Regions from separate parts of the Mus musculus genome. Here all the other regions are linked to region 2. Evidence: chromatin contacts called from public HiChIP or PLAC-seq data. All regions are on one chromosome and are shown on one strand. The core of a region is the stretch at or near the end of the contact, and the rest is flanking DNA. Distances in the headings are between cores, read along the strand shown.

Region 1 (3,466 bases), core at 215-2,714, 340 kb after region 2:
CTGCTAACCAATTTGTATACAAAAAACTGTTTTGAATCTTTGATGCCTAAAAATAGAATAACATTCAAAAAGATTTATTAAAGACTCCGAGAAGGTTGTAGTTCATGGTGAAGTACTTGCTTAGCTTGCACATGACCCTGGGTTCAAACCTGCTCCCCTCCCCCGTCCCTCCCCCTCCCCCTCCCTCTTTCTCATTGAAAACAGTAAGATGTTTCCTCTCCTCCCTGAGTTCTAATCACAGTTTTCCTGTTTCCAATTTCTTATGCTTCCTTTCATAAATATTTCATGCTCTGACTGATGGCACGGATACCATCTGAGATCTATAAAAGAATTCCGCTGTTATGTGAACATGTCAGAACTATGCTTGCACGAGCTAAGGTGGCTACGACATCACTAGATGATACAATCTTACAGGCCCAACCCTGCACATTTAATCTATCATTGATCTGAACATCCTTATGCGGCCCACAACTATATTTATAGGTAAATATGCACTACTGCCTTCTCTTGTTTGCTACAGTACTTACTATGTGTTAGTAATTGGTCTCTGCCAGCATGTTGAGGTGAGTATAGTCTTTGAGCAGCTACAGAGCATTGCCTTGTTTGGGGTTAATGTCATTTATTTAGATGTTCCCTGTTGGTGGACATTTTGGTTGTTTCCAGATTTCCCCTATTTTCTACAGCAGTGTAAAGAGGAGCTCTAGATGCTTGCATTCCATCCAAGAAGGTATCCCTGAGGATAAATTCTTGAGATAAACTGTATTTACGTGAAGACAGAGTCTTGTTATGTGCCGTCCCATGAACTCCCAATCCCCCTGCCTCAACCCCCAAGTGCCGAGGGGACATGTGTACAAATGATCCTTCAGAGAACCTGTAACCCTGGCCTGGGAGGCAGTGCCAGGTCCCCACACCTTCTTCAGACAAGGGGCTTTCTTGTGTTTATTCACTTTACTTTCATGTGTAAATGTTTTGCCTACTTGGTGCCCATGGAGGTCAGAAGATTGCATTGACTCCTTGAAAATGGAGTTACAGAAGTCTGGAAACTATCATGTGGGTGTTGGAAAATGTACCCAGGTCCTCTGCAAGAGCAACAAGTACTCTCAACTGCTGAGCCACCTCTCCAGCCCCAGGTTTTCTATCTGGATCTTTATATCTGATAGTCATAGTTTTCCTTTAAATTTTTTTTTTTTTTACATTATGCTATTTACTTGTATGTGGGGGGGCATGTTTGTGTGGGTGCACACATGCCACAGCTTATGCGGTGCACATGTACAATGATGACTCACGTGGTGGTCAGAGGATACCACAGGAGCCAGTTCTCCTCCCACCACGTGGGACTGAACTCAGGTCATTAGGCTTGGTGGTGAGTGCCTTCACTGCTGGGCCATGTCTCTGGCCTCAGTACCCTTTTCATTGTACAAACCAGTGCAGCTGCAGCTGTGAACACAGGGGGAGCTCTGGGTGCTGCACGCAGGGGCACAGGTCCCCTGCTGGTGGATGATAAAATGAGGTCACTCTCTTTTTTCAGTACATTCTGATGTGCTGTCTCTGAGCCAATGCTGCAGGCAGAGAGGCCAAGGAAACCTTTATGGTCCCAGGCCCTGAGGAGGTGAGACTCAGTTACTCATTTAGGGTACAGGATAAGATTCAACTATGTTGACCCCCAGGTCTTGAAATCTTGGCTCCATTTCTGGATTGGGAGAGCATGCTAACATTTTGAAATATGGTGAAGATTTTCACACTCAAAATTTATAAATTTATGGGGCTTGAGAGATGACTTAGTGGTTAAGAGCATTTGTGGCTCTTGCAGAGGGCCCAGGCTTGGTTTCCAGTACTCACACAGGGGCTAATGACCATCTGTCACTCCAAGGAGATTTGACACCCTCTTCTGACATCCAAGGGCATCAGGTATGCAAGTGGTACACACACATATGCAGGTAAAGCACCCACACACACACATAAAATAAAAATATAAAAAAAAGCAGGGCGTGGTGGCGCACGCCTTTAATCCCAGCACTTGGGAGGCAGAGGCAGGCGAATTTCTGAGTTCAAGGCCAGCCTGGTCTACAAAATGAGTTCCAGGACAGCCAGGGCTATACAGAGAAACCCTGTCTCGAAAAACAAAAACAAACAAACAAACAAACAAACAAAAATATTTTAAAAATCTTAAAAAAATATAGCTGGGTGTAGTGACATATATCTCTACTCTCATCCCAAGCACGTGTGATTCAGAGGCAGGCTTTGAATTTGAGGCCAGCCTGGTCTATGCAGTGAGTTCTAGCTTAGTCAGGTGTACATAGTGAGACCCTGTCTCAAAAGACTCAACACACACACACACACACACACACACACACACACGCACGCACGCACACACATGCACCTTGGCTAATCAGTGAGAGACCCTATATCAAAGATAAGGTAGAGAGCAACTGAGGAAGCTACCAACATTGACCTCTGGCCTCCCCATATGCACTCACACCTACACACACACACACACACATATACACATGCATACATGCATGCATGAGTGTGTACATAAGCACACGCCTATTATAATCATAATTAGTTACTTAGGGGATGAACTATTGGGGGAAAATAAAGGAAGAACGAGGACATTTTTTTCTAAAGCTGATCACTTTTAGGATCATCATTGGCTGTCTCACAAGCAGCATTGCCTATGACTTAAAGCTGCAGGGTGAGGACTGAAATGGGCTCCTAGGGGAAAGGAGGGCATAGCAAGCCACCAGTGACATGCTCTGATGTCAGAAATGGTCAGTGCTCTGAAAGCTTGTGCACCCAGGCTTCGGGATCTCAGGGTGTATGTGTGTCTGTCTCTCCCCAAGCACTTGCTGTGGGGTTGAGAGTCATGCAAGCTCTCTGCTTTGACCTCGAGGTGAGCGACAGCCTTGCAAGAGCACAGGTGTGCTTTCCAGACTTCACAAGAACATGACCATGACTGCATTGTGTTCTTTGTCATGGAGCAAAGCAATTCACTGCTTCTGGGGTCACAAGGGCTCCTGATCTGGGGTGGGGGGCACACTGCTTTAGAACAGCAGTTTTCAGCCTGTGAGTCACGACCTCTTTGGGGGTTGAAGGACTTTTTCATAGGGGTCACCTAAGACCATTGGAAAACACAGATATTTAAACTACGATTTATAACAGTAGCAAAATTACAGTTATGAAGCAGCAATGGAAATAAATTTTTGGTTGGGGGGGTCACCATGGCATGAGGCATAGTGTTAAAGGGTCACAGCATTAGGAAGGTTGGGAACCACTGCCCTAGAAAGATCCCGACAGCAGCCCCACATATCTGCACAGACTCTCCATCCTCACAGCCTTTAAGATGTTTCTTGCTCATTCTTAAGATAGTGAATTGCAGTCTCCCATCTATGTGATCTTTCTGTCCCTCTGAGCCTAGCAGTTGAGTGTTAATCCTGACTGGGGTGTGGTGGCACCAATCTGTAAT
Region 2 (3,333 bases), core at 640-3,139:
AACAAAAGAAACAAAAAATGCAGGAACACCCTTCCCAAAGCCTGAGGCCCCTTTCTGTGACTGTAAAAGGAGTCCTGAAATTCCACCTTCCAGGAAGATGAAGGTAACCCCTGAGCCCTGTGTGATGTGGGTCACCCATGCATAGAGCCAAATCCAGGCAAATTGACCGTAAGGATTAACCACCAAAGGTGCCTTTATATGTAAGAAGGTCATAGTAGGTCTTTGATCTCTTCTCCTTGCTTCTCTGTGGAGCTTAGGAACCCTGTAGAGTCTGGCTCGGGGACAGAGTTCCATTCCTGGGCACAGCCAGAGCTATCATTCTCTGCTGCCCCACCCAACCTAGGAAATGCACCATCCAGCCTCACAAAGAAGAAACCAAAGAAACAGGAAATAAAGGGTTTGCCATCCTTTGGAAGGGAGCGATATCTACCAAGTGTCCTTGAGTCCAAAGCCTCTGGCAGGACCCTCGTCCCAGCCTATGATGGGAGCCACACTAGTATGTCTGAAAATGTAGAATCCTAGGCATGTGGAGCATGCCTTTAATCCCCGTACTTGGGAGGCAGAGGCAACTGGGTGTGTGAGAGTTCGAGACCAGCCTGATCTACATGATGAGTTCCAGGACAGCCAGGGCTACATATTGAGACCTTGTCTTAAAAAAAGAGAAAGAAAGAAAGAGAGAGAGAGAGAGAGAGAGAGAGAAAGAAGGGAGGGAGGGAGGGAAGGAGGAAGGAAAGAAAGAAAGAAAGAGAGAGAAAGAGAGAGAGAGAAAGAAAGAAAAAAAAGGAAGGAAGAAAATGAAAATGAAAAAAGAAAAAGAAAAAAAGAAAGAGAAAAAGAAAGGAGAACTCCAAAATCAAGGAAGCAGCCAGCAGAGAGCTTTCACAGAAAGCCCAGGTCTTTCTGGCTGCCCCAAGCCCCTCTCTTCTTATAAGTCATTCTGAAGTTAGGGCAAGCCTTGGGTAATGAGAAGCCCGCCTCTTTTCCCATTGAAGTTCATTGGCTGGTGAGAAGAAAGAGGAGGGATCTCTTTAGGGTTGTGTAGGTTGGGTGATAGAGGTTGGGAGACCAGGTGATGTCTCAATTATTTACATTCTAGTCAAGCATCCCAAGAACATTGTAACTATTCATCAAACAAAATCCAGTGAGCCCTCTGGGTACCACAAGGTAAAGACCAGACGTGGAGAAAAGGGACAGAGAGGAGAAAACTTGGAGAAGCAGAGCCATGAGATTGAAGCACAGACCTTTGGGGAAATGTCCCATCTGGTAACTGCTTATCATGTTCTCGCTTAAGAAACAAAGCCATGTTGTATTTGCCTTCAACACTTTCAAAGATGGAGAGATGCAGCTAAGCTGGGTCCTGAATTACTGTCAACTTGATAGTAAAATATTGTATTACAGCTTCCCAGAGAGATTGGCAGTGGTATGTGTATGTGTGTGTGTGTGTGTGGGGGGGTAATCCTTGCAAATCCAGAAGAAAAAAAATTCCTATCTTTCCCAGCCACAGGGACTAAACATTGGAGGTAAAAATGTCCATTCCCTGCCAAGAAGGCCAGATTTGCTAACCTTTCATCGGTGATTAAATATGTAAACAGGTCCTGGGCAAGCCCTTGGCAAATCATTAATGAGAGAAAGCCTTCCTCTCGTGACAGGCCCGGCCCATTTATCAACCTCCACACCCATTCCCAGCCCTGTTTGGTGGCCACAGGACACAGGGCTCTCTACCTTGACAAAGTCTCTGCTCCTTAGGCACCTGCTACACTTTGATAACAATAATAAAATGTACATAGTTCGCTACAGTTTGCCAAGCCATGCATTTATTTACTGAACTCCTCAAACCACCCAGAAATAGGCTTGGCTAGGCTTCAGTCACATGACACAACACACCTTTATCTCTTGTTTGCACAAAGCCCGTGGCTTGTTTGGGTGACTCTCCAGGGCAGTGGCTTCCAAGGGTGGCTCAGAATGCCAGCTATTTGGACTTGAGGTACCTCTGTTTCATCAATCCACAATTAATGAGGCAGGAAAGGAAGCTAAGAAGGTCTCGCCATGGGAAGCAAGTGTTTTGGCCAGAAGGCGCATAGTCTTTCTGCTCCCAGGCGCTTGGCCAGAACTAGTCTCACGGCATTATCTAACTGCTGTACAGATGGAGAAATATAATCCTCTGTGCTCAGAGAGGAGAGGAGCAGACTTAGGCAAGTGCTAGAATCTTCCACCATGGGGAGTGATTCTAGGTGAACCAATATGCTCTCTGAGACCCTTCAGTCTTGTCAGGCTGTTGGAAGAGGGATGAATACAGTCAGAGGGAGGAAGCATCCACAGCGGATCCCTAGAGGAGAAAAGATGATATCTCAGCAAAGCCAAGGCTGCCTTAGAGATGGAAAAGTGGAGAGGACAGGCCCAGAAGAGGCAGAGCTGATGGATCAGAGGTTTAGAGATGCAGGGTCAGGAAAAAGGTTCTCTTTAGTTGACAAAGACTTAGGCAAAGGATGAGAAGGCGGAGGAGCTAGGGGGGATGACAGTTGATTGAGCATGCCCCCCAAGGGGCGGGGCTTATCTCGAGGGGAGGAGTCTCACCCAGAGCTTCTTCCTGAATGGTGAGGCCATCAGGACCATCACATCGATAAATGAGGTCCCCTCCGGTTGTCAATCACATTTTATTTGTTTGGTAGCTGGTGTGTGCAAGAACCCGCCATGACACATTTCCTGACCTTGCAGCGTGTATACTTTGACCTAGGGTAGGAACTTGACCAAGTGCTGTGGATTCCATTGGGAAATCAGAGAAGGGACCAGGGCTGGTTTCGAGGGTCAAGAGTGTAGGGAGAGAGGACAGCTAAGTTGTGAACAAAGGTAGAAAGGCGAGCAAACCTGTGCACATTCTGAGAATCCCCTGATCAGGGAACCTGAAGGAGAACAGGAGTAAGGCTAGAAGGGTAGGGTCTAGGCTTAGCGGGGGCCCCTTAGGCGTCCTTCGGGACTGGCTTAGACCAGCCCATTCAAAGCCTGGAGAATGGCCTTAGAGACCAGTCAACCAGTCCCAGAAGGGCGTTCCTACCTCAAAATACAGCCCCGGGTCCCTGAGAGGGAACTGCTACACCCCAGAGACCAGAAGAGCCGTCCTCCTGAGCAGCCCCAGCCAAAGTTGGCTCCACTATATGTCCTCTCTCTCTCTCTCTCTCTCTCTCTCTCTCTCTCTCTCTCTCTCTCCTCCCCGCAGTGTGGGAACTGGAGTCCCAGGGGTGTAATTGAAAGCCAAATGGGGCAGCTTATTTGAACAGGTTTTCTGTTCAGGCTCCTAAACTTCTCTTTGCACTGTGGGTTTCTCAGTACAGCATT
Region 3 (3,141 bases), core at 395-2,894, 320 kb before region 2:
CTCTCTTTGGCTTGGAATTGCCCGAGTCATTGTATAGGCTAGGATGGCAATAAGCCACAGGATTCTGCCTATCTCTGTCTCTCTGGTTCTAGGATCACAAGCATGGTCTACCGTGCCTGTTTTTGTTGTTGTTGTTTTGTTTTTGTTTTGTTTGCTTGTTTGTCTGTTTTGTTTTGTTTTGTTTTGTTTTTAAACATAGATTTGGGACATAATGCTTACAGTGGAAGTGCTTCACATACTGAGCTATATGGCCCCAGCCTTTCCTTTTATCTTTTGTTTGTCTTTTGAAAAACACTCCGCCCCAAGCCCACCAGGAATAAAATCAAAAGGTGAACATTTGCCTCATCAAATATCTGTACCTTGAGTCCCTGGGGGCTTAGCTTCCTAAGACATAAACTCGGCACAAGTCACAGTCGTGAACAGGCAAAGATCCCATAGTAACTTAAAGGCCAGGAAGACCAGACTCTCAGATGACGAGACGCTCAATCGGACTCCCAGCAAAAGAAATCCAAGCTAAAGCTACATCGAGATAGATACCGTAACCGCCTATCAGATTGGCAAAGATCAAAAAGTTTGATTTGGCTCTGAATTCGCCGGGGTAACAGCAGCTCACGGGCTGGGTCAGGAGCATGACTTGACAAAGCCGTGTGGAAGACGATTTGGCAACCTGTCCCTACGTTCCAAATTCCCACGGTCTTCAAAAGGCAGAAGAATGTGATAATTAAGAATGTGAGTTGGAGTCAGACACCTTGGTCTGAGTCCCAGCTCTGCCAGTCATTTCACTTCCCCGAGCCTGGATTCTTCTCGTCTGCAAAATGGTATGAGTTCGCACAGCTCTCAAGCTGGTTTCAAGCGTTGTTATGATGCACCGATCGTTGTAGAGTACTTACGGCAAATCCCAGCTTTCAGAAATTACTATGCGAATGTTAATGATCCTTATTATTAATTGCCCCAGCAATTTGACTGCTAGGAATCTACCCTACAGACACCCTTGCACGTGTGCTGACCTTCCAGTGCCACTCAGTGAAGCACCGAGGCTGCTGCACAGAACCAATCCAGATGGCACAAGCAGCTAGCTTAACTCAGGTGTGTGTGAAATAATATACTCGACTGATAGGAAAGAAATGGTGAGTGAACAGTTTTTTTAATTTCTGTTCAATGTGCCACAGCACGGTGCTTTAAATATCTGTAAGCAGGCAGGGTAGAGAGGGCCACATGCCTATATCTTAGCACCTTGTAGATCAGGAGTACAAGGCCTGACTGAGCTACAAGAGACCCTGTCGCAAAAAAAATAAATAAAAGGACTGCAGATACAGCACAGAGGCGGGGTGCTTATCTAGCACATGAAGGGATATGGGTTTAATTCCCAGCACCAGACAGCTAAAACCATCACAATAATGAATAAGAATCAGGGGAGTACAAACTCATGTGCATCTTATCCATAATTACAAAATTCAAAAACCTCGAATTTTTTTAAAAAAAAATGGCACAAGGATGATTTGTAGCAAAAGCTAAATTCAACGGACTGAAGGCTGATTATGGATTTATCTTATTGGTGCAGAAATATTAGTGCTTTATCAGAGTGTGGCACAAGCCACAGAACACCGCCTTCCTTCATTCCTTGAATTCCCAATTCGAAAGGACATTGCTCCCGCATTTTTCAGGGTTGTGGACTTATAACTTGATTTATGCCCCCTCACCCTCCCTCCCTCAGTATTAATATATCCCTGCACAGGAAAGACTAACCCGGTTGCTCTCGTGAAGGAACTGTGAACTGGGAGGGAGCGTCTTTTGAAGTATTTCAGTCTACGGTTTTAAAGAGTATATGGATACTTTCAAAAGGGAGAGAGCTCAGATTTAAGCCCTAGGCGCGTTCACCGGAGACCCGCCCTCTGCCCGTGCTAGGCGTGGTAAGCTGCCTGGGAACTTGGACCTGGGAAGTAGGGCTCGAGGGTGGGGCCAGGTGGGACGCGAGCCTCACGTCTGAGTCACAGTGCTGCCCTGGGCACCGCAGTGTGGTCGCCTCCCTAGAAAAGTGCAGATGATGAGGGTGACTCAGGTCCCCCATCGGTTTCCTATTCTACATTTTTCCCACCTGGGGGGGGGGGTCGAAATTTGCCCCTCACACACCTCCTCATCACATGTCCCCAGCAGAGGCCCAGAAAAAGGGCACTGGGTCCCAGAACCAAAGAAGTCACACGGGCAAGCAAATGAAGACAGGCTGGGCAAAGCCTGGATGTGATTTTTAAAAATATATTATTTTTATTATATTTTTAAAAGATGTATTGATTTTTGTTCCATGTGTATGAGTGTTTGCCTGCATGTATGTAGATTGATCATGTGGGCGCCTAGTGCCCTGGAGACCAGAAGAAAGTGTTAGATCCAGGAGTTACAGATGTTGTGAACCCCCATGTGGGTGCTGGGAACTGAACCTGGGTCCTCCACAAGTACAGCCAAGTGCTTTTAACTGCTGAGCCATCTCTCCAGCTGCTTTGTTTATTTTTAAAATGTTGGTCTTGCTAATTTGCCCAGGCTAGACCTGAGTTTCTGGGTTCAAGCCATTCTCCTGCCTCAGCCTTCTGAGATTACAGGCATGGTGATACCAAATAATGACAGGAATTAATTTTATTAACACTGAGATGATCCAAATGTGAATTGAGTGTGGCAGCCTGGGATTTATGGCATTTCTGTCTGATCTTTTCTTCTTCTGTGTGGGTTCTTGTGAAATGTGTGTATATCCTTCCATATTTTTCTCTAAATCTCTCTAGATAATCATGCAGCATATATATATACATATATATATATATACACACACACATATATATACACATATATACATATATGTGAGTTTATATGCATATGCAAATCTATCTGTGTACATAATGGTCCACATGTATGTGTATTTCATAACTCCGCAAGAATATCTGCACATATATAACCACATGTACACATGCTCACACAAATATTTATATACAAGCATATGTACAGTTATATCTTTAAGTATGTCACAAACTCAAGAATGAACCTGTCCATTATTCATTCATAGAAAATGTTCCTCAATAAATCTCTTGAAACTCAAATGACTGATACTTAGAGAACCAATACCAATAGGACACACATATATGACTATAGAGTTCACAC

The links. HiChIP or PLAC-seq counts read pairs in DNA pulled down with a chosen protein or histone mark.
Region 1: a FOXA1 HiChIP or PLAC-seq map of pancreatic cancer cells shows a contact between it and region 2. The contact joins two enhancer-like sites. A contact is called at or near these places in 2 of 484 Hi-C or Micro-C datasets (Th17 cells and double positive thymocytes), 2 of 115 datasets of contacts at active chromatin or transcription factors (memory CD8 T cells and pancreatic cancer cells) and 1 of 9 other capture datasets (pancreatic islet).
Region 3: a FOXA1 HiChIP or PLAC-seq map of pancreatic cancer cells shows a contact between it and region 2. The contact joins two enhancer-like sites. A contact is called at or near these places in 3 of 484 Hi-C or Micro-C datasets (all in embryonic stem cells) and 3 of 115 datasets of contacts at active chromatin or transcription factors (extraembryonic endoderm stem cells, pancreatic cancer cells and stem cell-derived neural progenitor cells).

The regions. Positions count from the first base shown.
Region 1 is chr9:103,432,922-103,436,387 of GRCm38.p6, forward strand. All of the region lies in intron 4 of Bfsp2 (beaded filament structural protein 2, phakinin), which reads right to left. All of the region lies in intron 5 of 5830418P13Rik (RIKEN cDNA 5830418P13 gene), which reads left to right. Among named protein-coding and RNA genes, the nearest start is that of 5830418P13Rik, 11 kb to the left of the region's middle. Within about 2 kb of position 1,465, at least 80 of the 459 cell types and tissues checked have an H3K27ac peak or open chromatin away from gene starts, as enhancers often do. A contact at or near this core is called in pancreatic cancer cells, where this site is marked.
Region 2 is chr9:103,088,657-103,091,989 of GRCm38.p6, forward strand. It overlaps a transcript of Slco2a1 not described here. Among named protein-coding and RNA genes, the nearest start is that of Rab6b, 22 kb to the right of the region's middle. Within about 2 kb of position 1,890, at least 49 of the 459 cell types and tissues checked have an H3K27ac peak or open chromatin away from gene starts, as enhancers often do. A contact at or near this core is called in pancreatic cancer cells, where this site is marked.
Region 3 is chr9:102,769,752-102,772,892 of GRCm38.p6, forward strand. No RefSeq gene overlaps it. Among named protein-coding and RNA genes, the nearest start is that of Gm46151, 7.3 kb to the right of the region's middle. Within about 2 kb of position 1,645, at least 59 of the 459 cell types and tissues checked have an H3K27ac peak or open chromatin away from gene starts, as enhancers often do. A contact at or near this core is called in pancreatic cancer cells, where this site is marked.